7 separate regions of the Mus musculus genome follow, and regions 1, 2, 3, 4, 5 and 6 are each linked to region 7. Evidence: chromatin contacts called from public Hi-C, HiCAR-type, HiChIP or PLAC-seq and promoter capture Hi-C data. All regions are on one chromosome and are shown on one strand. Each heading gives the region's core, a stretch centred on a gene start, on an enhancer-like site or on the middle of the called end of the contact. The rest is flanking DNA. Distances are from core to core; before and after follow the strand shown.

What was found. Promoter capture Hi-C pulls out the DNA fragments that hold promoters and counts their contacts. Hi-C and Micro-C count contacts between places; a contact is called where the count stands out from the background. HiCAR-type assays count read pairs that join an accessible place to other places. HiChIP or PLAC-seq counts read pairs in DNA pulled down with a chosen protein or histone mark.
Region 1: a contact with region 7 is called in a Hi-C map of CD8 T cells, with 3 times the contacts expected there. The contact joins the enhancer-like site here to the promoter of Rnf32 in region 7. A contact is called at or near these places in 4 of 39 promoter capture datasets (the 3T3-L1 cell line, cranial neural crest, hippocampal neurons and 1 more), 2 of 484 Hi-C or Micro-C datasets (CD4 T cells and CD8 T cells), 2 of 115 datasets of contacts at active chromatin or transcription factors (embryonic forebrain and stem cell-derived neural progenitor cells) and 3 of 9 other capture datasets (adipose tissue, liver and pancreatic islet).
Region 2: a contact with region 7 is called in a promoter capture Hi-C map of hippocampal neurons, with 6 times the contacts expected there. The contact joins the promoter of Rbm33 here to the promoter of Rnf32 in region 7. A contact is called at or near these places in 9 of 39 promoter capture datasets (the 3T3-L1 cell line, cranial neural crest, embryonic stem cells and 6 more), 2 of 484 Hi-C or Micro-C datasets (CD4 T cells and embryonic stem cells), 6 of 115 datasets of contacts at active chromatin or transcription factors (astrocytes, embryonic stem cells, extraembryonic endoderm stem cells and 1 more) and 2 of 9 other capture datasets (adipose tissue and pancreatic islet).
Region 3: a contact with region 7 is called in a promoter capture Hi-C map of hippocampal neurons, with 5 times the contacts expected there. The contact joins the promoter of Dnajb6 here to the promoter of Rnf32 in region 7. A contact is called at or near these places in 2 of 39 promoter capture datasets (hippocampal neurons and liver).
Region 4: a HiCAR-type map of astrocytes shows a contact between it and region 7, with 4 times the contacts expected there. The contact joins the promoter of Cnpy1 here to the promoter of Rnf32 in region 7. A contact is called at or near these places in 4 of 39 promoter capture datasets (the C10 cell line, cranial neural crest, embryonic stem cells and 1 more), 6 of 115 datasets of contacts at active chromatin or transcription factors (astrocytes, embryonic stem cells, forebrain and 1 more) and 1 of 9 other capture datasets (liver).
Region 5: a contact with region 7 is called in a FOXA1 HiChIP or PLAC-seq map of pancreatic cancer cells. The contact joins the enhancer-like site here to the promoter of Rnf32 in region 7. A contact is called at or near these places in 8 of 39 promoter capture datasets (the 3T3-L1 cell line, the C10 cell line, hippocampal neurons and 3 more), 3 of 115 datasets of contacts at active chromatin or transcription factors (embryonic midbrain, embryonic stem cells and pancreatic cancer cells) and 3 of 9 other capture datasets (adipose tissue, embryonic stem cells and liver).
Region 6: an H3K27ac HiChIP or PLAC-seq map of oligodendrocyte precursor cells shows a contact between it and region 7, with 28 times the contacts expected there. The contact joins the enhancer-like site here to the promoter of Rnf32 in region 7. A contact is called at or near these places in 2 of 39 promoter capture datasets (hippocampal neurons and liver), 7 of 115 datasets of contacts at active chromatin or transcription factors (astrocytes, embryonic hindbrain, embryonic midbrain and 4 more) and 1 of 9 other capture datasets (adipose tissue).

What each region holds. Positions count from the first base shown.
Region 1 is chr5:28,268,542-28,271,584 of GRCm38.p6, reverse strand. No RefSeq gene overlaps it. Among named protein-coding and RNA genes, the nearest start is that of Gm35524, 23 kb to the left of the region's middle. Within about 2 kb of position 1,759, at least 98 of the 459 cell types and tissues checked have an H3K27ac peak or open chromatin away from gene starts, as enhancers often do. A contact at or near this core is called in CD8 T cells and adipose tissue, where this site is marked.
Region 2 is chr5:28,315,757-28,319,035 of GRCm38.p6, reverse strand. Rbm33 (RNA binding motif protein 33) reads right to left here and starts at 1,847. Exons shown (of 19, transcript NM_028234.1): 1 at 1,626-1,847. The coding sequence starts at 1,668. It overlaps Gm35602 (a long non-coding RNA gene), which reads left to right and starts at 1,949. Exons shown (of 5, transcript XR_003955879.1): 1 at 1,949-2,542.
Region 3 is chr5:29,734,311-29,737,224 of GRCm38.p6, reverse strand. It overlaps Dnajb6 (DnaJ heat shock protein family (Hsp40) member B6), which reads right to left and starts at 1,327. Exons shown (of 8, transcript NM_011847.4): 1 at 1,109-1,327. It overlaps Gm5129 (predicted gene 5129), which reads left to right and starts at 1,289. Exons shown (of 1, transcript NR_028426.1): 1 at 1,289-1,891.
Region 4 is chr5:28,208,095-28,211,505 of GRCm38.p6, reverse strand. It overlaps Cnpy1 (canopy FGF signaling regulator 1), which reads left to right and starts at 1,338. Exons shown (of 3, transcript NM_001310511.1): 1 at 1,338-2,382. The coding sequence starts at 2,233.
Region 5 is chr5:28,564,798-28,567,737 of GRCm38.p6, reverse strand. All of the region lies in intron 2 of 9530036O11Rik (RIKEN cDNA 9530036O11Rik), which reads right to left. Among named protein-coding and RNA genes, the nearest start is that of Shh, 99 kb to the right of the region's middle. Within about 2 kb of position 1,412, at least 11 of the 459 cell types and tissues checked have an H3K27ac peak or open chromatin away from gene starts, as enhancers often do. A contact at or near this core is called in pancreatic cancer cells, where this site is marked.
Region 6 is chr5:28,519,750-28,522,923 of GRCm38.p6, reverse strand. The region is part of intron 1 of 9530036O11Rik (RIKEN cDNA 9530036O11Rik); the gene reads right to left. Among named protein-coding and RNA genes, the nearest start is that of Shh, 54 kb to the right of the region's middle. Within about 2 kb of position 1,718, at least 57 of the 459 cell types and tissues checked have an H3K27ac peak or open chromatin away from gene starts, as enhancers often do. A contact at or near this core is called in oligodendrocyte precursor cells, where this site is marked.
Region 7 is chr5:29,194,318-29,197,468 of GRCm38.p6, reverse strand. It overlaps Rnf32 (ring finger protein 32), which reads right to left and starts at 1,476. Exons shown (of 10, transcript NM_001289757.1): 1 at 1,357-1,476; 2 at 824-889.

The sequences.
Region 1 (3,043 bases), core at 510-3,009, 930 kb after region 7:
TCACCAGGGAGTGGCACTGTTTGAAAGGATTAAAGGGATTAGGAGGTGTGGCCTTGTTGGAGGAAGTGTGTCCCTGGGGATGGGCTTTGAAGTTTCAAAACCCCATGCCTAGCCCAGGGTCTGTCTCTGTGTCTATCTCTGTCTCTCTATCTCTGCCTATTGATCATGTTGTAGCTGTCAGCAACTGCACCAGTGCCTGCCTGCATATTGCCATGCTCCCTGTTGTGAAGATGATGAACTAAACCTCAGAAACTGTAAGACAGCCTCAAGTAAATGCTTTCTTTATAACAGCTGCCTTGGTCATGGTTTCTCTTCACAGCAATAGAACAGTGACCAAGACAGATGTGATGTAGATAGATATGAACATGGCTATGATAGAGGTAGATATGACTATGAATGTAATGCGGAAATAGAAACAGATGCTGATACAGATGGACACATAATGTAGATTTGCTTATAAACTTTGATTTGGATATAAGTGTAGGTAAAGATACAGGCAAATACTGGGGGCTGTTGAGAGAGCTAGCTCTGCAGAAGGGTTGAGGATACCATAAGAACATGGTTCACAGAATCAACTGCCCAGGACTCGTGGGGGTCACAGATATTAGGGGGTGTATATGGATCTTACCTAAGCCCTCTGCATATGTGTTATGGCTGAGAGGCTTGGTCTTCTTGTGGGACTCCCAACAGTGGGAGTTGGGGCTGTCTCTGATGCTTTTGCCTGCTTGTGGGATCCCTTTCCTCCCACCGGGTTGCCTTGTCCAGTCTTGATGTGATGCTATGTGCTGGGTCTTATGGTCTCCACTGATACTGTGTCGTGCTGAGTTTGGTTGATGTCCCTGGGAGGCCTGCTCCTTTCTGAGGGGAAGCAGAGGGAGGGTAGACATGAGGATCAGTAGAGGTGGGAGAGAGAGACCAGGGGAAGGGAGGGCTGGGTAACTGCAGTTGGGTTGTAATATATGAGAGCAATACTTTTTTTAAAGAAGAAAGAAAGGAGAGAGTCTTACAGAGAGAAACAGAGAAAGAGACAGATAGATGAGAGAGGGAGATAGATGAGAGAGAGAGAGAGAGAGAGAGAGAGAGAGAATGAATTTGCTCTGTGACCGACAGCTAAAGCCCACAGCCTCTCTGTGTGGGTTGGAGATCCAGGGAGTCCAAGAGTGTGACTCTCAGTCAGAGGCTGAAAACCAAGGACCTGCACTGGCCCAAGGGCTGGCATCTAAAGTTCAGACGTCTGACTCAGCTGGATACCTAGGGTGGAAGTGAACTCTCCTGTGTCATGCTGCCACATCTGGCCTAGGTGACAGAATGGCACCTGCAGCATTGGCAACGTCAGGCTATTCTTCAGTCAGAAGTTAGGCGGCTGGTGTTTTCTAGAAACAAAAAAGAATGGTTCACCAGTCGTTGATATGTTGACACTTCACCACCACAATCTACTTTACAAGTTGGGGACCTGAGTCTAGATGGCAAGCATTCCCCAGCTTCCTGTCTTAGTTACGTACCACAATAAACAAACCTAACAAAAGCAACTCCGAGGAGAAGAGATTCATTTTGGCTCGCAGTTCCAGAGGGTTAGAGAATGTCATATTAGGGAAAGTGTGGCAAGAGCAGGAGGCTGGCCACATTACATCTACACTCCAGGAAAGAGCAAACAGGAAGTAGGGCGAAGCCAAAAAGCCTCAAGGCACGCCCTCATTGAGCCACTTCCTCCAGGATCACTTTCTAAAGTGATCACTTCACTTTCTAAAACCTACACAGGCTGTGCAAACAGCGTCAGAAACCACTTCAAACACACGAGCCTGTGGGAGACAGTTTACATTCAAACCCTAATGTGCCCAGTAGGCAACACCCATGCCTGGGGAGGCAGCTGCCTGAGGAGCAGAGCACTCACCCTGGAGCCACTTGCCCGTTACAACCTCACACTCACTGCAGCCTTGGAAGGCACTGCATAAAGGAGGAATCTGAGACCAGCTCCAACTTACTTGCCTGGACTTGATGATAAGAATGATAGACATATAGGCCAGTGCTTATCTCAGAGCTCAGGGCACTGCCTGCCCCGAAGTGTGGATGTTCAGTCACTATTGGCTTATATGCAAGGGATAGTGCTGTTTAAATCCCAAGGTGTCCCTGGTCTGAGTGATACATCCAGATGCCCAAGGAAGGCCTGGGGTTACACAGGGGAGAGGAAAGCTTTGTGATGCACCCCAGAGTACCTTTCCAACATCGGAAGGACCTTCCTTATCCCCATAACATTGCATCATACTGTCCAAGCTGCATAAACATGGCAGCAGTCCTTTTATAGCCAAAGCCCCAAAGACTGGACATATCTGCCCTTGATGGGTGCTGGACAAGGAATGGCACCAGGAATAACTTAACACGGTGTTGGGTGGGACAGAGAGGCAGAACAACAGGTATTCAGGGGTCAGCTCCCAAACTGAAGGCTCACATCAGATAAGTGAGAGTTCATGGTTGCAAAGTCACGTTCCCTACATAGGAAAAGACAACTGTAATCCCCATTGTAGTGGGTGACAGTCTCAGGACTCCCTGTGTTCAGCTACAGAGGAGACGTGATCTTGAAATGCAACTGAGACCTGCTGGAGAACTACAAGTTGCCCTGAACCCCTTTATCCTGCATATTTGCACAGGGGACTCTTGAGCCTTTGCTGGCTTTAAAATGTCTGACTTCCTATGCCCACTGGATGGTCAACCTGAAGGGGGGCTTTTTCTGCCTTTTTCCTGTTTTGTGCAGCAGAAAAGCCCAGGGGAGAGATGAGGATGCAGGAGAAGAAAAAAAGCCCTCAGTAAGCTGGAAGGATAATAAGAATGTTGGCAGCAGGGCCAAATACAGACTTCCCAGCTCCTGCCTCCTAAGTCAAAATGCCCAGTGCTGAGTCCTCCGTGCCTCTGAAAGCGAAAGAAAGAACTTTCACCACCAGAGCAGAAGGCCCGCACTGCCCAGAGATACTGTGGGGTAGACCTGCCTTCAAGATCAGAGGTCTTCGGACTTAAGATTCGACAGTAAAATTATAAAACAAAAACAAAA
Region 2 (3,279 bases), core at 598-3,097, 880 kb after region 7:
AGGTTGAAGGAGAGAACAAGCCAGAAAATGAGAAGAAGCCAGAAGATTAGAAAAGGTTGCTAGAGTTGGTGTGAGGCCAAACAGAGCAATCCAGGAGAAGCCATCCCAGAGAAGCCAGATCGATCAGCTTGAGAAGAGCTTGAGCCAAAACAGCTAAGTTGAACCAGCCAGGGTTCAGAAAGAACTAGAAAGGGTGAACTTACCCAACAGTAAGCCTCAGAGATGACCAACTACCAATAGGAGTGTAACCCCTTCAAGGCAGGAACAGTGTACTGCACATGGGCTGAAGAGGTCCAGCAGTTCCAGGACTGCAGAGCTGCTGAGCACCAAGGTGAATATTCAAAAGAACTTGCCTACTTTCCCAAGGAGTTTGGATTAAGTCTAAGCAATGGAAATGCTGACAAGATATTAAGATGGAAGAAAAATTCCAAACTTCCAAAAAGGCAATCTAGCCTTCTAAAATTACAACCCTCAAACTTTCTGGCTAAAAACTAATATACAGCCCTCAAGTTTTATTTGTGTGGATATTTATCAGTTTTTACTATTAAAGTTTTAAATGAGAAACTTAAAAGATCATAAAAGCGCATAGTCCCCAAGCCATCCATGTCAAGTCTTCACATGCCACACAGCCTCTGGAAAACCAAACCACACTAGTGAGAAAAAATGGAAAATGAAAATATCATCTTCATCTTTTAAAAACAGCTTTGACCCAAGGGCTCCCATAACACTGAGACTCACATATAAAACCTTAAGTTTTTACCTTCTCTAATCAGGTAGAGTAGACAAAATGTATTTTAAGCATTTAACTAGAAAGCCTCGAATCTGCATGTTAAAAAAAAAAAAATCATCTATGTAAGCTGGCAGTGACATATACCATACCACATCCTGCCAGAAATGGCATTCTGGATGTAGTCTCTGCCGTTTGGGTTTTTTGTTTTGAGGTCAGAACTCCTAAGCAGGGTTGTTTAACATGCCCACCCCAACCCCCAATCTGTAAGTAAGCATCACTAACACCTCTGGAATATGTAGAATAGTTCAAGTGTCTATAGCCAGAACTAGCTGGCAAATGCTTTTGTTGTCCACATTTTACCGTGAGGGTCTTTTATCCAAGTCCTGAAACGTCATTTTTTTTATTGTTCCACATCTTTAAAAAAAAAAAAAAAAAAAAAAACCCTCGTTCAACAAAACGTGGTTTTACTTATAACTGGCTAGTCTTTCCATATCGTTTACGATTGCGAAATGAAAATACTCAAACAACTGGTTCAGTAACCAACCCTTTGTACACGGTCTTCATCCCTTTCAAGCATACTGCCAAACACAAGTTTTCCTTAGATGATAATAGGTTTATTTAAAGCACCCTAATAAACCGCAAAATTCTTTTTACACTGAGTAGGCTGCTTGCCGCTGCCCAGGGCGCATCTTCCAAGAAGACTGGAAGTCGCCAGGGCCCCCCGACCCCGTCGCGGGGCCGCCGCCGACCTCGCGTCGCCGCCTCGGGCCTAACGCTCCGCGCTCCCGGCCTGAACGGCGGCGGCAAGCCCGGGGCGGCTCCGTCTGTGGCGGGGCAGCACGAAGGCCCTACATAAAGGGTGCCCGGTCTACGGCCCCCGCCGCGGCCCACGTACCTCCAGCGCCTGCTCCTCCGCCTGCGCCCAGGGCGGCCGCCATGGTGGTCCCCGGGCCCGGCCTTCAGCCGTCCCCCGAGCTCCTGGCAGGCCGACGGCTCTGGTGCGGGCCGGGGAGGCGGGGGAGCGGCGAGGGCCGGCGCCCGCGAGCGAGCAGAGGCGAGGCCCGCGCGTCGCGGTCCGCAGCGGACCCTCGCCTCCGCAGGAAGAAAACAACACTACGGCAACATGGCCGCGCCGCGGTGCACGCCGGGAGCAAGGCGGGCGGAAGAGCCAGGCGGCGGCGGGCGGACGCCTAAGGTCCCGGGTGCCTGAACGCCAGCGAGTGCCCGGCGGCGCGCGCTAGAAAGAGCAGCGCACAGACACAGTTTCGGCCGGGCTGGAAGGCCGAGGCTTCAGGCGGGAGGAGTGTGGACGGCCACACGCCGTAAAGTCGACATAAATCGCCTTGCAGCAGTAGGCGCGGCTGCGCTTTACGACGGCTGAGCCGCCGTGGCAAGTGGAGCCGAAGCGCGGCCGGAGACGCTAACGGCCGAGTCTGGCTACCGCGCCCCCAAGCTTGAGGCGCGCGAACGCTACATCGACGCACGCGCACTCGCGTTCGCGCGAGCTGGCGGAAAGCCTCGCGCGTAGGGTCTTAGGAAAGGAGAGGAGGTGTGTGGCGGTGGCACTAGGTACCACGACCTCAAAGACGGACTCCAGAGCATCCTAAAGCAAGTCCCCAAGCCTGCGGCTTTGAGGACGAGGTTTCGGGCAAAAGCGAGCTGGGAAGGCGGAGGAGCCCCGCAGGTGGGCCCTTGGAGAGGCCCGGCATGGAGGCTGGTCGCCGCTCAGTGAGAATTCCAGACGCGGGCATCCACATTCCCGGAAAGTCTTAGGGAGCTAAAAGAATGTCTGCTGTGAAATTCAACTTTTAGGTGATTGAAATTTTTCCTCATAAAAAAAAAAAAAAATCCCTAAAATCCCTGCTTTATAATGTTCATTTAAGAAACAGAAGGAAAAAAAATTCCTTTTTTAAAAAATCGTCATGAAGTCATTGCCCAATAAAAGTAAGCCTGGCATGGAGCCTCACTGACTAACTAGATTTCTGTCAGAAAGCACATTAATTCATATCTAAACTGCTTGAACCCCTTGTCACCTTTTCCTAATTTTTACACTGTTCAGGATGGACTACCCAACTGAGAATATTTTCAAGATAATATCAGTGCTGGTCTTGAGAAAGACCTCTCAAAAATAGGTACAATGATAAAATTACTTCATAATACTTTATAACGTATTACACATGAAAAAAGACGTGCATCTCAATTATAGCAAATGAAGATTAAATTGCTCAAAGGCCACTGAATATCCACTTCGAATGAGTCAGGATTTCAACTCTATGTCTGCCTTGACTCAAATCTCATGTTCTAACATAGCTATGACCTTAAGAAAGTAGTTTTCTTAATTTCACCTAAAACTGAAATTCTCCAGGACAGGAAACTCTAAACATTCTGTACTGAAACATTCACTAGAAAAACATTTAACCTGTATGTAGGAACACCTAGTATTTAGAGATGTGATCACTTGCTGTGAGTACAGATTTAATCACCCCCTTTTCCTTATCACTACATACCACTTCAGTCAGCTCTCTAACTTCCTCTAGAAACCTGTTAAA
Region 3 (2,914 bases), core at 78-2,577, 540 kb before region 7:
TAAGTCTACTGTGGGGTTTACTTTACAAACAAGAACAGACTAAGTTCAAATATCAGGGCGCTTGTTCTTTAGGTTGTTCCCTCCTCTGGCTTTTATGTCCAATATTTCTACTAAAACAGTTGCCTTAAAGTTGGTATCACTTCCCTAGCAAGCTGAGCGTCCTGAGATTCTACGGCCTAGAATGCGTAAACCCTAACCACAAATCTAAGGTTCAAATAAAGACGTTACAAAAAAACCAAAGTGGCTGCACTGGGCAGGCACTCCCCACCTTAGAAGGTGGGACCATCCCCACCATTCCCTTTCAACGGTTCACATACAACTTCTTCGGTAACAAAGCTTTTAAAACTTGACAAACCCCTCCTGTTTAAAAAAAAAAAAAAAAACTCCATCTCCAAAGTTTTTAAGACCTTTTAGTTTGCAGTGCAGAGTTCCTTGTCAACACAACCGAAGTAAATTAAGACTTAGTGTAAACTCCAGTTACATAAACTTTGTTACGTAAACCACAGCAAAGCAACCTTCGAGGCCAACATCAAACTAGTTTTAAAAGTAAGCTGAGCCAGGCGGGTCGCCTAGCAAACTTCCCAACAGTCCCTGGAAACCGCCTTGGCCTTCCCACCCGGCCCCCTTCGCTGCCTGGAGGCCTGGGCCGGTGATTGCGCCTTCCATGGGAGTCCTGCTCTTCGCAGGCCACCTGACCCCTTGCTTGCAGAATGCAGTGAGGACGCCAGGACTGGGTGACACCAGCCTTGCCTACTCCTGGAGCTCTGCGGCCGACCTAGCGCGTGCCGGACCCAACCGCCACCTTCGACCAGAGAACTAGGGAAGCGGACCGCAGCTAAGCCCCGAGCTAGGCCTGACCAAGAACGGCAAACGCTCTCCACAGACCCAATCTACAACCGGCCCAGACCAGGAACACCTTAAGCCCCAGACCTAGACACAAGACTACAGCCTAGACTGGAACCCGTTCGGCCTTGTGAGCAGTACCGGCCCCACTGTCGACCCGGTTCCTGCACCCGTATTCCGGGAGCCAAGCGGGTTAGCCCATTCGCAGGCCTTCCCCTCCCGCCGTAGTCAACCCTGCTTTTCGCCGCGGCTCGCGGACCCTCACCGAGGACACGGCGGCCAGCGAGGAGGGAAGTCAGGCGGCCGGTCTCCTCGCGGCTGTGGCACAGCTGCGCTGGTGGCGGTGGCGGCGGCGGCGTCTCCTCGCGCTTTCCTTTCTCTTCTTTTCTCCAACAACAAACAGGAAGTGCGTCACGCGGTGGCGGCGCGGCCCGGCGACGTCGACTTCCGCCCGGCCCTGAAGCTAACGTGCGCAGCAGCCTCCGTGCGCGTCGGACTTGATAGCGCTGGTCTAGCGTTCCGGAAGATTCTCGGAGCTGAGGACGGTGGGATTCTGGAGGGTTTACATAGGCGAAGGTGGCTGAATAGGGCGGGAAGCGTCCCCTTGCGCAAGCTCTGTGCCTGGAGGGCTCTAAAGCCTGAGGCGACTGTAGCCGAACCAAGGAGCCTGCGTTTGCCCGGAAGCAGGCTGGGAGGAAGGACGCTCACAGCCTCTGACACAGTGGATTCGGAGATAAGGACCTGATAGCGTAGTATGACTCACACTCCTATGGACTTGGAGAATTGTGGTCCCGAGGTTCGGCCGACCCAACAAGCAGGCCCGACTTAGAGTGAACCGTGAGAGGCCTCATCATTACCAACTCGCAGTGCTGAATCCAGGGTCTAGATTTCAAACACGGTTATTTTAAAGATGTATTTACTTTTTGTATGTGAATGTACTGTCTTCGGACACACCCGAGAAGGACATCAGATCCCACAATAAGCTCCTGTCTCAATAAATCAATAAGCTCCTGTATAAATAAATAGACATTTAAATCCTCACCCCACCCCCACTTACACCCATAGGATGAGTAGTTTTTCATCTTGCCCAGTAAGTTTCAAAAGGTTAGCTAACACTGCACTGGAAAGTAAGAATGAAAGAGAACATATTGATCTCAGAATGTTATGGTTGGACGCCCACCTTCTCAACGCCTGAGAAGGACAAGCACAGAAGATGTGGAGACCCATGATCTGAAGTCACAGATCCTTGGATGCTCCCTCACATGTAGGATATACTCAACTCCAGATAGAACCCTCCAGAATGGCTCCTTGTCTCCTTGCTTCTGTTCTGCCCCCAAGGTTCCCAAACACTACACTTCCCCTTTTGTGAAACATAGAATTTGGCCAGATCTCTTTTCTAATTGACTTTCAGCCCTACAAGATGGCTGTCCAAGACTGAAATGAAAACTAAGCACAAAAGTTCCCGCCCTTTCCTTTACCTTCCTCCACCTCTCCTTCCACCTTTCTGCTCTCAATCTTACCCACTACCACCCTCAATGGCAGGAATCAAGGAGTCTGGCCTAGTGACGAGTGGAAGGTGTGTGTGCTTGCATACTCCAGGGCTGACAGCCCAGCAACCCAAGCTTTCTATTGAAGCAGCGCCGAAAGACAAAGCCAGTTATAAGGTAGAGAATAGGGAAAGGAGTCCCCTCGCCTCAGAGTCTGGCTGAAGCCTCTTGCCACATGACATTTAAGAATTCTAACACGCAGGGCAGTGGTGGCAAATGCCTTTAATCCCAGCACTTGGGAGGCAGAGACAGGCAGATTTCTGAGTTCCAGGCCAGCCTGGTCTACAGAGTGAGTTCCAGGACAGCCAGGGCTGCACAGAGAAACCCTGTCTCAGAAAAAAAAAAAAAAAAAAAAAAAAGAATTCTAACACAGGGTCTGAGGAGATGACTCAGTAAAAAACATTAGTTGCTCTTTCTAGAGGATCTGAGTTCAATTCCCAACACCCATATCAGGTGATCCACAACTGCCTAGTACTCCAGCTCCAGGGGATGTGATTCACTCCAGACATGTGCATGTTTGCATG
Region 4 (3,411 bases), core at 89-2,588, 990 kb after region 7:
GAGATTCTTCGGTAAAATGACCTCAGCACTATCACGTTGGGAGGGCCCTTTCCCTTTCTGGAGATGCTTATCTAGCATCCTGTAAGCCCTCAGCAGCAACTGCGCCTGATTTTAAAGACTACTGCAAAAGGCTAGCTAGCTAACGCCATTCAAAAGCTGTCAATCTTCAGACTTAAAAAAAAAAAAGGGCAAAACAAAACCTGTAGAAATTCACGCGCGCGCGCGAACACACACACACACACACACACACACACACACACACACACACACACTATTTGTGCTAAAGGAGGGCACACTGCCTCCTTATCCAAAGGTGTAAGGTTATACTTTAAAACAAACTTCTAAGACTCAGCATTCTTCTGTACACAGCTCTAGGTATTAGGTCAACTTGAAAAGGGAACTAAAACAGAACAGTTTCTAAGGAGGCGAAGACACGCTTAGTATGTGAGGACCTTCCGACCTGGTAACCGGACTGGTCTTCCCAGGGCCCTTTCCCTATGCCTGAGACGTCCCACCCAAGACCCTTCCCCACTCCTACACAGAGCCTGCTTGCTTTTTTTCATGGGAGAGGGAAGGAGAGAATGAAATTCCTAGTTGCTGTTAGGTTTTTTTAAATGAATGACCCTCTTTCGCTGTGACTTAAAATCCTGCTTTGTGGACAACTATAAACTGACACTTTTACGTTAACAGTTAAGGAAAGATGCTCAACAGTCGGGCATCCCGGAAAATCCGAGCCCTCGTTGTGTTAAAGACCTGCTTTGAGTCTTTCGTGTGAGAATTCACCTTTGCGATCTCGCGCCTTTCCCAGTAAACTCTCCGAGTTTACCGGAGAGTCATCCGATTTTCAGTTGTGCCAGTAAACCTGTGAATTTCTTCTTTGCAACTTATAAAGCTTGAAAAGCACAGATAAAAATGCCATTTGTATTTGAAAGTGCCATTGTAGAATCTAGGTTTTTCACTGTAGACATTTATTTATTTTTAGTTTACTGAATTTGAAAAAAAAAAAACTTGACACCTGCTGTGAAGTGTTCTCATTTTAGTTCGCAGACGCATTTAATTAATTGCTCTTGCGAAGCAAGAGCCTTGAGAGTTCCCGGTGGCCTGAGGTTCACCTGGGCCGCAGCAGGTGCGGCGCGATCCTCGTGCTCCGTCCCTGCGCTCCGGGTAAAGTGCGTGCCTGGGGTCGGTTCCTGGTGGACGCTGGGGGCGGCGGCGATCAGGGAGTGTTCCTCTCGGGCTCCGCCATCCGCGCTTTCAAATTAATTGCGGATCGGCTTTGCGGCCAGATGGCGGGGAAACGTCGGGACCCTTTGTGCGCCCCGAGCGCGCCAGTGAATGTCGCGCAGTCGTTGGCACCGGAAGGGTTCACACTGCGTGTGAAAGGGGACAAAGGGAGCTGGATATATCAACACTGCAGAAACCGAGTTCATTTGTCATGCAGCCCCTTTCAGCGCAGTTGTCATGCAAACTTCCTTCTTTGATCAGCAGAGGGTGGAGAGAGAGAAAGCCCGCAAAGCCGCGGGCCCGGACGAACGCCCTTGGCGGCTCCACGCCCCTTCCGGAAGGAGCCGCAGGGACCCGGCCTCCTGCACCTTGACCCGTCTAGACGCCGCACAAGGTTTTGTCTCGGTTTCCAAGGGCGCGGGGTGCTCTTTGACCCGCGCCCGGGGCGGAGGTGGTGGCACGGATCCCAGCGCGCCCCGGCAGGTCCTGGAGGGAGAGGGGCTCCCGGGACGCGCGCCAGCTGTTCCCAGAGCAAGCCGAGGCCGATGAGGGGCAACCGGGCCCTGCTGCCCCTGACAACCTCGGTGTGGACCCCGCATAGCCTCCTCGGGAAGTCCGGAAGGCGAGGGGGGCAGCGCGACGCGGGATGGGCAGAAGTGTGGCTTCCCCACAGAACTGATGCGCTCTCGACGCCCCCCTCTCCTCCCATTTTCTGTGCTTCAGCCTCTACTCAACAACTTTTAAAAATTATCTTTAAGTACAGCTTCTAGATTTCTCTGTCTCTTACTGTCCACTGTCAAGCACGTTATTTTCTCACTAGAATTTAAGCCTGCTTTAAGCTGCATAAAGAATGATGCGGCTGCGGGAAGCCGTCCCTTCACTTGTTCACTGGACCCGCGTGGGCGTGGGCGTGGGCATGGGCAAGTGTCCTGGCTGGTTCTGTTCTTCTTGTAGGTTCCCCTGGCCCAGTCCGAGGCGTTCCTCATCGACCTTTTGGATAAAGTGTGTATGCGAATGAACGATTACCAGCTGGAGGACGACCCAGTGACCAAGCAGAAGTATTTCAGGAGATATGCTCCGAGGAAGGGAGACAAAATATACAAAGAATATAAAAAGTTCTTCTTTTATTCTGATGCCTTCAGACCTTTGAAATTCGCGGTAAGCCCCCTTCTAAGAGCCTGTTGGGGTTCCCCTTGCCTTCCTGGAGCTACTCTTGAGTGGTTGATGAACAGTGCACAGTCAGGTACACTCACAGCCCTGCTGTCCTGTGCTGCCCCTCAGCTTAAGTCTTCATTGAACACTTGGTGCTTTGGCTTGTGAGACATCTCAGGGGTGGTGGCATGCTTCGGTGATCTGTGGGGAAGGTGAAGGGAGTTTTATAAAAGCAAGGTGCCTTGTGTCCCCTGTCCTGGGGACATGGACACCATTTGCACATTGCTTGTCTGGGTATTCTGCTGGTATGGAGAGCCTTTCTTGTTGCCTAAGGAAGCAGGGGTTGTGGTTTCTCAGCTGAAATCCGAATGGAGGCCAAGAGTCGTTAACAAATATATATATAGAGAGAGATAAATGTTGGAGCTGTGGCCCCAAAATCCTTTCTCCCACCCCCACAGGCTTCTCGGGAAGAGTGTTTTCCTAGGGTTAATTCAAGTTTTGTATCTCAGGCTAGGCTACACCAAGTGGGTCAAGAGCTAAAGCTAAATCAGCTAAAGCTGATTTTACAAAAAGTTAACCTCAGTCTTACTAGGGTGTGCCTTGAAAAAATACATTGCTGTAGAATCACACAGTGATGGGCAGGCCTTGTTTAAAAAAATTTATTAAGTTCACACAGTGGCCGAAATGTCAGGCCTGCTTCAGCCCCAACATGGGGCTGTAGCTGACATTTGGAGATTTCATTTTAATTAAAAAGCGAGGGCAATGATTCAGGGCTAAAAGTCCCATGGAACCCGGACACGGATGTGAGCGTGTTTGTCTTTCACAGGTTTTCAATAAACACATTATAGTGGAATTTAAATATTTTTAAATGCCATTTTAAAATCTTAGAGTCTTGCTTAATGAACTCAGAGATGGTTTACAAGTCTCCAGTGGATGGCTCTCAGTAAGTAACCTCCGAGTTCCAAAGAAGGCCACCTGGTCCTTCTTGAGAAATAACTACACACAAAATTTAACACTTTCAGACCCCATGACAAC
Region 5 (2,940 bases), core at 163-2,662, 630 kb after region 7:
CCAGCAGTGTGACTAAGCCAAGGCAAGTATGGGTGAGCTATAAGTCTCCGGGAAATGAAGATCCCTTTGTTGTCCAGCCTGGAAGGTCACATGCTGCCATTTGAGATTGCCTAGACAAGCAGAGTATCCACCCCTACAAAGGTGACAGCACTGGGGACCTAAGTCAGCATTGCTGCCATCGGCTAAGAATGCAGCATTGAGCAAAGGCACAGCATTCGATCACACACAAATGCCATTGTGATCACAATGGCCTACAATAAAGAGGTGCTTGTTTGAAAGGCCACAGACCAAGCTGGCCGAGAAGGACAAGTGGCCCCAGCAAAGTACCAGGCCCTTGACTTCACAGAGCTGCTGACCCTCAGCTTCTCCATAGTGAGTAAGGTACAGATCATTTCCTTGTGCAAGACACTTGTGTTCTACTGTGGCTTAGCATACTGACTTGACAGACAAGCAGCCAGGTTCCAGAAGACTGGTCACTGTATGTCCCTCAGTCAATCACCACACGGCCTTGTTCATTTCAGGGACAGGGGCCATAGAGAGACAAAGAGACACAGACATCTGTTTGTAGAGACCTTACTGGATGCATGTTGTTGCAACTCAGTCACAAGTCTGAATGAGGCAGATCTCATGGATCTGTGTTGTCCATTGGACTTCATGGAGGCAGCCTTATGCTTAGAGACACTGGGTGGAACTTGAACTTGTGCCAGGGCCATTGACAGCAAAATCACCAAGGAAAGGAAAAAATGCATAAATAATGACACCACACAGACCTGGACAAGTATGCTTATCTTCAGTGTAAGCAAAGGCAAGCAGTCAGGGCTTCTGAAACTTTGTCCCACCACAGCTAGGATCACATGTGTCTGTCACTGGAATTTTCCAGCACTTTGTATCTGAAAATCTCCTCAAAGGTACTGGCTTATAGATTGAGGAAATATTTGGAGAGGTAGGTGCGTTCACTGAGGCCCTTGTTTCTCTGGCTTTGAGTTGAAAGTATAATGTAAGTCTATCAGGGCATCTGAGCCCTTCATGATATTCCAAGTATAGAGAAAGATTCCTTCTGCCCCTCTGAAGTCAAGGGTTATAGCAACACAAAAGCAGCGGATATGGGCCTGACCAGATGTTTGGGAGAAGTTAGGAGAGGGCAAAGTCTTTGTTTGCAAGCCTGGATGAGCAATGTTGAAAACGAAGCTGTCAGGTCAGGATGCATAGCCATAGCAGGACACAAGTGTCTTGCACAAGGAAACAGGCAACATCTTACCCAGTACAGAGAAGCTACAGTTGCCTAAGCCAACTGTTCAAACCTATCACCTAGAACCAAGACTTCTGCTGGTCTTTGTGTCACTGGTCTGGCAAAGGCCCTCTCTTTGTTTAGCAAGGAGCCTTACTCACCAATATGGTCAGATGTTTGAACAGGCTGAGTGGGTGTTCGGTAAACCCTGATAACAGGGCAATCATATTTTGGTGTTCTGGGTCTGCCTGGCAGGCTGAGGTGGCATGGCCCCTCCCTATGGACTGGTTGGCAAACATCTGCTCCCAAAGCCCAGACAACCTGGAATTCAGACACTATAGGCTCCCAGTACTATGAAACCTGTAGGTAAGTCAGCCAAGTCCTAGGGAGAAAAGTCTAGACTGGAGCAGCATGTGGGTGATGTCTCTGTTACTGTGACATTTAGTTCTGGGAAAGGTTCTGAATCTCTATTTCACACACCTCACAAGAAGATGTCCGCTGCTAACTCTCAGATGCTAACAGTCATGTGTGAGAAACAAGCAACTCTTCAAGGAAAGTCTTCCAACTGACTCATCTTCTGGACACTCTGTGGTTTGGCTACATTGCTGTGACCAAATACCTGACAGAAAGAATTCAGGAGACAAAGGGTTGATTTGGGCTCACAGTTAAAAGCAATAGAGGCATCTGGTATCTATACCATCATGGCTGGAAAGGTACAAAGGCGAGAGCATGAGGCACCCAGTCACAATGAATCCAGTCGGGAACATAGTGAAACAGGAAGTGAGACAAGGAAGATGCCCAACCTCAGTGGCTCAGGTCCTCTAGCTAGGTCCCATATTAAGGCCGCACCCATCGGGAAACCTAACATTGTAACAGAAACCTACCATATCCAAACCACATCATGAAAAGAGGTGGCCTTTCTAGGGAGAACACAGTACTCAGCTCCCATGTAAGCAGAGACAACCTCCTAAGCATAAGTTTTCTCACTGCCAAGTGAACATGTACACGGCAGATGACAGGGATGGTGGAATGACTGCTGGTACCCAGAGCCCTAGCCACCATCACAAAAGTCAAGCTGTGCCACCTTGGGGTTTCCACACTTGGTAAACAGCAGTATGTTCTGCACCACACAAGACTGGGCTCTCCCTTTCAAACTACACTTGTCAATTTCCTATGAAATAACACACCAGGCATTTTTGAGCCAGTGAGACTGCATGGCCAAGTGCAGGATGGGGCTAGCTAGGCACAGATGACAAAGGTGGTGAGAGGTTGGGAACCCCAGTCAGAAACAAGCTCCTATGTAGTTTCCTGGACCCCTAGACTCAGAGAGACTAGACCGGTCCATCTCTAGATTGCACAGGTCAAGGGAAGCCAGACTAGGAAAACTTCTTTGCCTCTTCTAGTCTTGTGTCTAGGGTAACACACCAGAAAATGCTGTCAAGGAGAGCAGAGGGTCTGTGTTTTATTGTTACTTATCAGGGACAGTCCCTTTGAACTCTTTAGAAACAATCTGGCCATGAAGCAGAGGTTACAGCAAAAATAGAGAAGGCCATCATAGAAATAAAAATCAAAACCACAGTAGATACACCATACTATTACAATAACTGTATCAAATATGTATGGTGACCACTGTTGGCAAGGATATGACTAAGAAGAATCTCTTACACTATTGGTGGGAGTGAAACCAACACTAGCAATGTGGACTAACATGG
Region 6 (3,174 bases), core at 469-2,968, 670 kb after region 7:
TGACAGGCCTGATAATCAATGGGCATGGATCAAGGCAAGGCTTGTGCTGGGCCGAGACGACAGCACAACAAAGTGAGTGTATGCAGTCTTTAAGAATAGCATCTCATTTATAAAGTATGAGTAATAAAATCAATACTGCTGCAACTGAGCAGCAGCAGCAGGGCAGAGTGCTCTCCCAGCCCTGAGGCAGGTGCCACATTAGAATGTTCTGTACGCTTTCTTACTTTTACAGGATCAGGGTTTTGTTTGCTTGTTTTTGTTTTTTTGTGTTTAAAGAGATTGTGGATGAAGATGAAACATACAGTTGCAAGCATGTGGGGAAAATGTCCTTTACTGATTAGCCCCACATCTTTTTTTTTAAACAATTTTTATTAGATATTTTCTTCATTTACATTTCAAATGCTATCCTGGAAGTCCCCTATACATTCCCCCTGCCCTGTTCCCTAACCCACCCACTCCTGCTTCCTGGCCCAGGCATTCCCCTGTACTGGGGCATATAATCTTTGTAAGACCAAAGGCCTCTCCTCCCCATGATGGCTGACTGGGTCATCCTCTGCTACATATGCAGCTAAAGACAGGAGCTCTGGGGGTACTGGTTAGTTCATATTGTTGTTCCTCCTATAGGGTTGCAGATCGCTTCAGCTCCTTGGGTGCTTTCTCTAGCTTCTCCATTGAGAACCCTGTGTTCCATCCAATAGATGACTGTGAGCATCCACTTCTGTATTTGCCATAGCCCCGCATCTTAACTATATCCAGGTCTAACAGTCAAATGGATAACTGATAATAGGCTTTCCTTAAAAACCCACAAACTGAAGGTGGTAAATTAAAATGCAATGGCCCCATGCACACCTGTTTTGGAGAGAAGCAGGGAGGTGAGCAAGGGGAACACCTTTCCCCTGGACTGAGAAAAACAGCAGCCTAAGTACCTGGGAGAAAGCTGATGGTGATGGGTAAGTCTAGGAAGGCAGGTCGCTGCTGCCTCTTTCACTCATGCCTTGGGCTAAAGTCACACAGTGCGGCCAAATTCATGGCTCAGGAACTACAACAGTATGAAGAGGGTCAGGGTAGGAGGCTGACCAGTAGGGGAGCCTGAAGTGATTCCCCCAGAGAAATGCCACTTACAATTCACCCTGTGACCTCAAAAGGCTTCTGGGATTCTGGGCAAGGTCCCCACTTACAGCGACTCCTGTCTGCCCCTCCCCCCTCTAGTCAGAAGAGCCAGTCCTCTGTCTTGCACATGAAGCTCTGACATGCTGCACCTGGGCTGGCCTCAGGCCTCTCCTCCCATCTCTGCTCCACCTACACCTGAGTTCTGTGCTGAGACTCAATAGACAAGACACTCACTGATGCTGCTACAAGGAACTTGGGAAGCAGCCTCTGCTGCCCTGACCTGACACTGCCTCCTTATTCAGAATCACCAGCTGGGCCAGGCACTTCAAGAGGTGCCTGGTGCCCACTAGACTCACCGTTGGGAGACCTCTCCCCAGCTGTCCCTCAGTGGGTTCTGAGCAACGCTCAGCGATGGAACACTGCTTTGGCAAGCCCAAGGTGGGGCGGCCTGCCAAGTGTTCTCCCAGCAGCAGGGGTTGTTCTGCAGGAAAAAGGAAAAATGACTGCAAATAAAAGCAGACGTCAGCTTTCTCCCCACAGCAGGATGAGGTCATTCCAAGCGTGCTCTTCTCTTCCTGGATTCTTTTCATTCATCTGGAGTGGGCAGTCCTGAATCCACGGTGTGCCATCTCCATACACAAAGCAGTGCCCAGGGTGCTTGGGATCTCAGTATCTGGGACCCTCTGCTGCCCTCTGAAGAGCTAGCCATTTGAGACCTCCCTGCAGTGGGATGTCTAAAAATAGAAGCTTCAAAGCTGCAGTGCTTTGAAGTGTCTGTCCTAGAGCCAGACGTTTTCCTGATACACAGAGGCTGCCAGGAGCCACCTGCAGCCCTGCTACTGTCTTGAGCAGGCCTCAACCCATGTTGTTCATCTGACAGTGATTTATGGGGTACTCATCAGAGCCATTGATAACCAAGGGACTAGACCCTGTTAGCAGCCCCAGATTACCCCCGAGAAAGCATAGGCAAGGATAGAAGAAGGGACCTACACAGAGTCAACAGCAAAGATGCCATCCCAGGAAGCATCCAGTGAGGTCGAACCTTCAGGCAGTGATGACAAGAGGGCAGAGATCCTGCTGCTTGTAGTAGAAGGAAGCCAGAATGCAGACAGAGGTGGGCCAAGGTAGACACAGGGATGACTGATAGGTGACAGACAGATGAGATCGGTAGGTAGGTAAGTAGATAATAAACACTAGATAGATAGATAGATAGATAGATAGATAGATAGATAGATAGATGATGGATAGATAGATAGATAGATACAAGATAGACAATAAACAGATAACAGACAGACTACTATGGTGACATATGTGTTGTAGACATGTTAGTGCACACTCACAGCCTACACTCATATATGTTGTTAGTCATACATGCATGCACATATGTGTATATACTCAAACATGCACACGAACATGTTCAGTTATGTGTATACTCACACATGCCTAGACCCACCTGTGCACACTTACATGAATGTATATCCATGGACACACTCATGCATGTATGTTCACATGTGAACACACCAACACAGATCCAAACTCACAAATGCCAGAAGTCACAGAGCATTTGGGAGGCAGCTTGCTCTCCATCTTTTGCTCCAGTCTGCCCTCCATATTCTCATGTACTGATCACACAGCAATGGAGGGAATGCCTCTTCTCCTGTAGGCTGCCCTTCAACCCACATGACCTCAGAAACAGGACCAGCCAAAATGAAAGCCAAATCAATGACAGAAAGCCCTCCCCTGTGCCCTCCTATGTGCTGTTAATTCCCATCTCATGATGTACAGTGCATGTGCTAAGGCAACCAGACCAGGAGGTGTCAAGAGTCAACAATTCAAACAAGTTCCCAAGAGTATTGTCAGACTTCGAGTGGCACTGTAAGGAGCAAGTTCCAGGAGATTTGTGGGTTTGATTCTGATCAAAGAATAGACATGTTGGTACACTTGAGGGCACTGGATCCCAAATCCTAGTTTTTGAAGTTAACATGCTGTCAGTGTATGTGCTATGGTATGATGCATCAGTGGCAAATGCTAGAAAGCCTGTCACAAACACTACAGCAAGAGATT
Region 7 (3,151 bases), core at 227-2,726:
GCTTTCTACTTTTTTTGGGCAAGCGACTTAAGCATCTCTGGCTTAGTTTTGCATTTATAAAAAAAAAAAAACCACAAAAATGCTGACATTGCAGGATTATTATATTAAGAGAAAACCTCCTTAAGGGCTTCCAAGGGACTGTTCTGCATAAGATACTCATAAATGGTGACTGTTGCTCCAATTCCCTTAAAAATGAGGGGACAGACTGGGTATTAACCCTTCTAGTTTTGGGACCAGGCTGTCCATAATATTCTACAGTGGAGAGAAAAAGCACCTTTTAAAAAGCAACCTAAGGGAATAGTATCAAGGAGCTAACTTTCAGAAAGGTGCTCACAGAGCAGCTTAGGCATTCATGCATACATGGGGCCCTGGGTTCTAACCCCAGCACTGCAACACACACTTGAAAAGATTACAGGAAAGTAAGTCCCATAGGAACTAATGTGTGAGACACCTGATTTAAGACAAAGAACCAGCAGCTGTTCAGACCCTTCAGAAGCCTAGGGCAGTTTTCAATGTGCTCACGTTCCCCTTACTTCTCAGTGCTGGCATGGAGATCTATGAGAGAAGTTTGTATGCAGTATTCCTTACCGTGGCCTTGGCTGGAGGAAGGCATGTAAAATACTAAAGGGTCACTGTTATTATTTTCCAAATTCAAAATGCCTGTAATTTGGCAACGCCAAATATGCATCATAAAAAAGTTCACTTTTTCAACAAGATTCATACCATCAGTAACCATAGGTAGCTACTTAGTCTACAATTTCACCAGGTTTTTATTGTACCGTTGTAACTAACATCAAGGTAAGAGCGTTAAAAATTGCCTTACCATAGTCCCATAGTATTAGCAAACTGACAATTGAAAGGATAACGAAACGTGTCAGATGTAGTCCAACTGTATGAGAAAACATAGAGAAGAGGTGACCCGTTAGTTTAGCAACAGGTGAGAAATACACAACCTCTGCCTGGCACTGACAGCCACAACAGCAAACTGCCTGTTTGTAATTAGCTTGCGCACGGTTAGGAGGCTGTGCTAGGTAGGAAAACACAGGACTAGGCGACAAGACATTTAATCACCAATTGTTTTCAGTGATCAGAAGGCAATTAATAAACGCGTCAATAGAAATGCACTGGAGAGATGGCATATAAATTTAAAATACGCCCCCAGAGACAAGAGAAGTCGTTGGAAATCTGGTCCGTGAGGTCCCTCGTTATATCACAGCCTTGTGCAGCGCAGGCAGGATCCGCGGACCGACCACAGCGACCCGGACCTCCCGCCCCAACACTACCCCGCGTTCGGCTCTCGCTCCCTTCTCTGCACCAGAGCTTTATACTTCAGACAGCGCTGCGGGACAAACTCACAACGGCCTTTCCTGTCCCTCAGCTGCACCTTTTCTGAACGGCTCCTCGTTGCCACGGCAACCAGCGGCCTCTGCGCTTCTAGGTGCGCACGCCCGCCGGCCGGCTCCGCCTGGCTCTCAGTGCGCATGCTCGCAGGTCCCCCCTCCTCCCCCCCCCCCCCCCCCCGCAGTCTGGCCAGACATCCCCCAACCCCCTTCATCTCACCTGCTGCGAGCGGCTGGCTCCGCCCGCGCTTACATCATGGCTCCGCCCCTCGCGTATCGTCAGCGTCCGGCGCTGGTGCGGTTACGTCGTCGTGAGGCGCGCGTCCTAGGCGCGTGGAGTGGCGTGCACGGGCTCTCCCGTCTCTTCCTCGGACGTGTGGTTTTTGAATGGCGTCCTTTCCGCTGCCCTCCAGCCAGGCTGCGTGATGCGTCCCGAGGATGCGCTGACCCGTGCGGCTCTTTGGAGTGCGCTTTCTGCTGTCCCCTCAGTCGAAAGACTTGATAACGGCCCCTCGACTGTTTTGCGAGCTGTGTGGCGTCGCCATCCGCCCTCCTACTGTTGTCACGATTGTGTCTTGGCTCCCGGTATCGTGTGGCCTGTTGTGTGTTGCGGGATGCAGGCCTTTTCACGTTCGCCCCTTCTAGTGGCTCCTTCCAAGATCTAGGGTCTCAAGGCTTCTCTGAAGGTGAGGGTGGAGAGAGGTGTCCTTGCGGCTCCTGGCCTTCTGCACTCTGAGACATTGCCTCCTACCCCTCTTAAGTCTGCATCCCCGCGCTGTCCTTTGAACCAGGCTTGATTCCCTGGGGTCCTTTAAAAGTCTTTCACTTCTTGGTGCCAAGCAGAAATATTGTATTGATTTTTCTCCTGCCTGGAATGCCTTTTTGTACTTTAATTGTACATAATTCACCTGGAAGTGCAAAGAAAACACAAGAAGGCGAGATCCTCCATAAAGTAAAGTCTACAGAAGTTACCGAGCTGGAAGATTGGTATTCTGTCACTAAGAAGTCCCAAAAGTCATTATAAATCTGGTACACATGATAAGTCTCTGGAACAATATAATTTTAAACTCCACTTAAAAGTTACAGATTTTTTTCTTGGCAATGAACTTTCTGGATTGGCTCTTACTACTTGAAGCTTGTAGAAGCAGATTAATAGCAGGCCAACTGTTTTAAAAGTCAAATTCACAATGAGTTAGTTATGAATTTTCACATGCTAGTTCAGGTGCTTTCAAGAAGTAGTATAATCTTAGCTTTTGTTTCAGTGAGTGATGCTTTTAGGAGAGCAGTAGGCCCACCTTTGTGCTCTCCTAAGACTGGTTTTTATTGAAGCCTAAGAGGGTAAAGCTTTTGGATGCCATTAGCTAGACCTGAGTTTAAACCTACATTTAACTCTTTGGATGTCTGAATTTTAACAAGTTGCTTTATTGTCCTGAGTTATGGGCTTCTTATTTTCAAAGGGGCCTTGTTGCATCCTGTCATTGGACATCTATTAATTACCCCAACAGTAGTCCTGGTCATTATTCTGTGACTGAATATGTGGCCAATCTAAACTAGTTGGAAACTCTGATACTATGATGAACCATCATGATATTATACGATGGGGGCTGGGGGGCTGGCCTAGCTGGGCTAGTCACAGGAACTCAAGTGAGTTTTTATTGGGGGGAGCACTGGAAAATTCCTTTAATTCTTCCTACTGAATGTGGGAACAAGAAAAGACACGAAACTGCAGCTGCATCTGCTCCATTAGCATCATAGGGTAAGAGCCTGAAGGTGTGGAGCTACCAGGTGAACCTTAGAAGATTATACAGGAA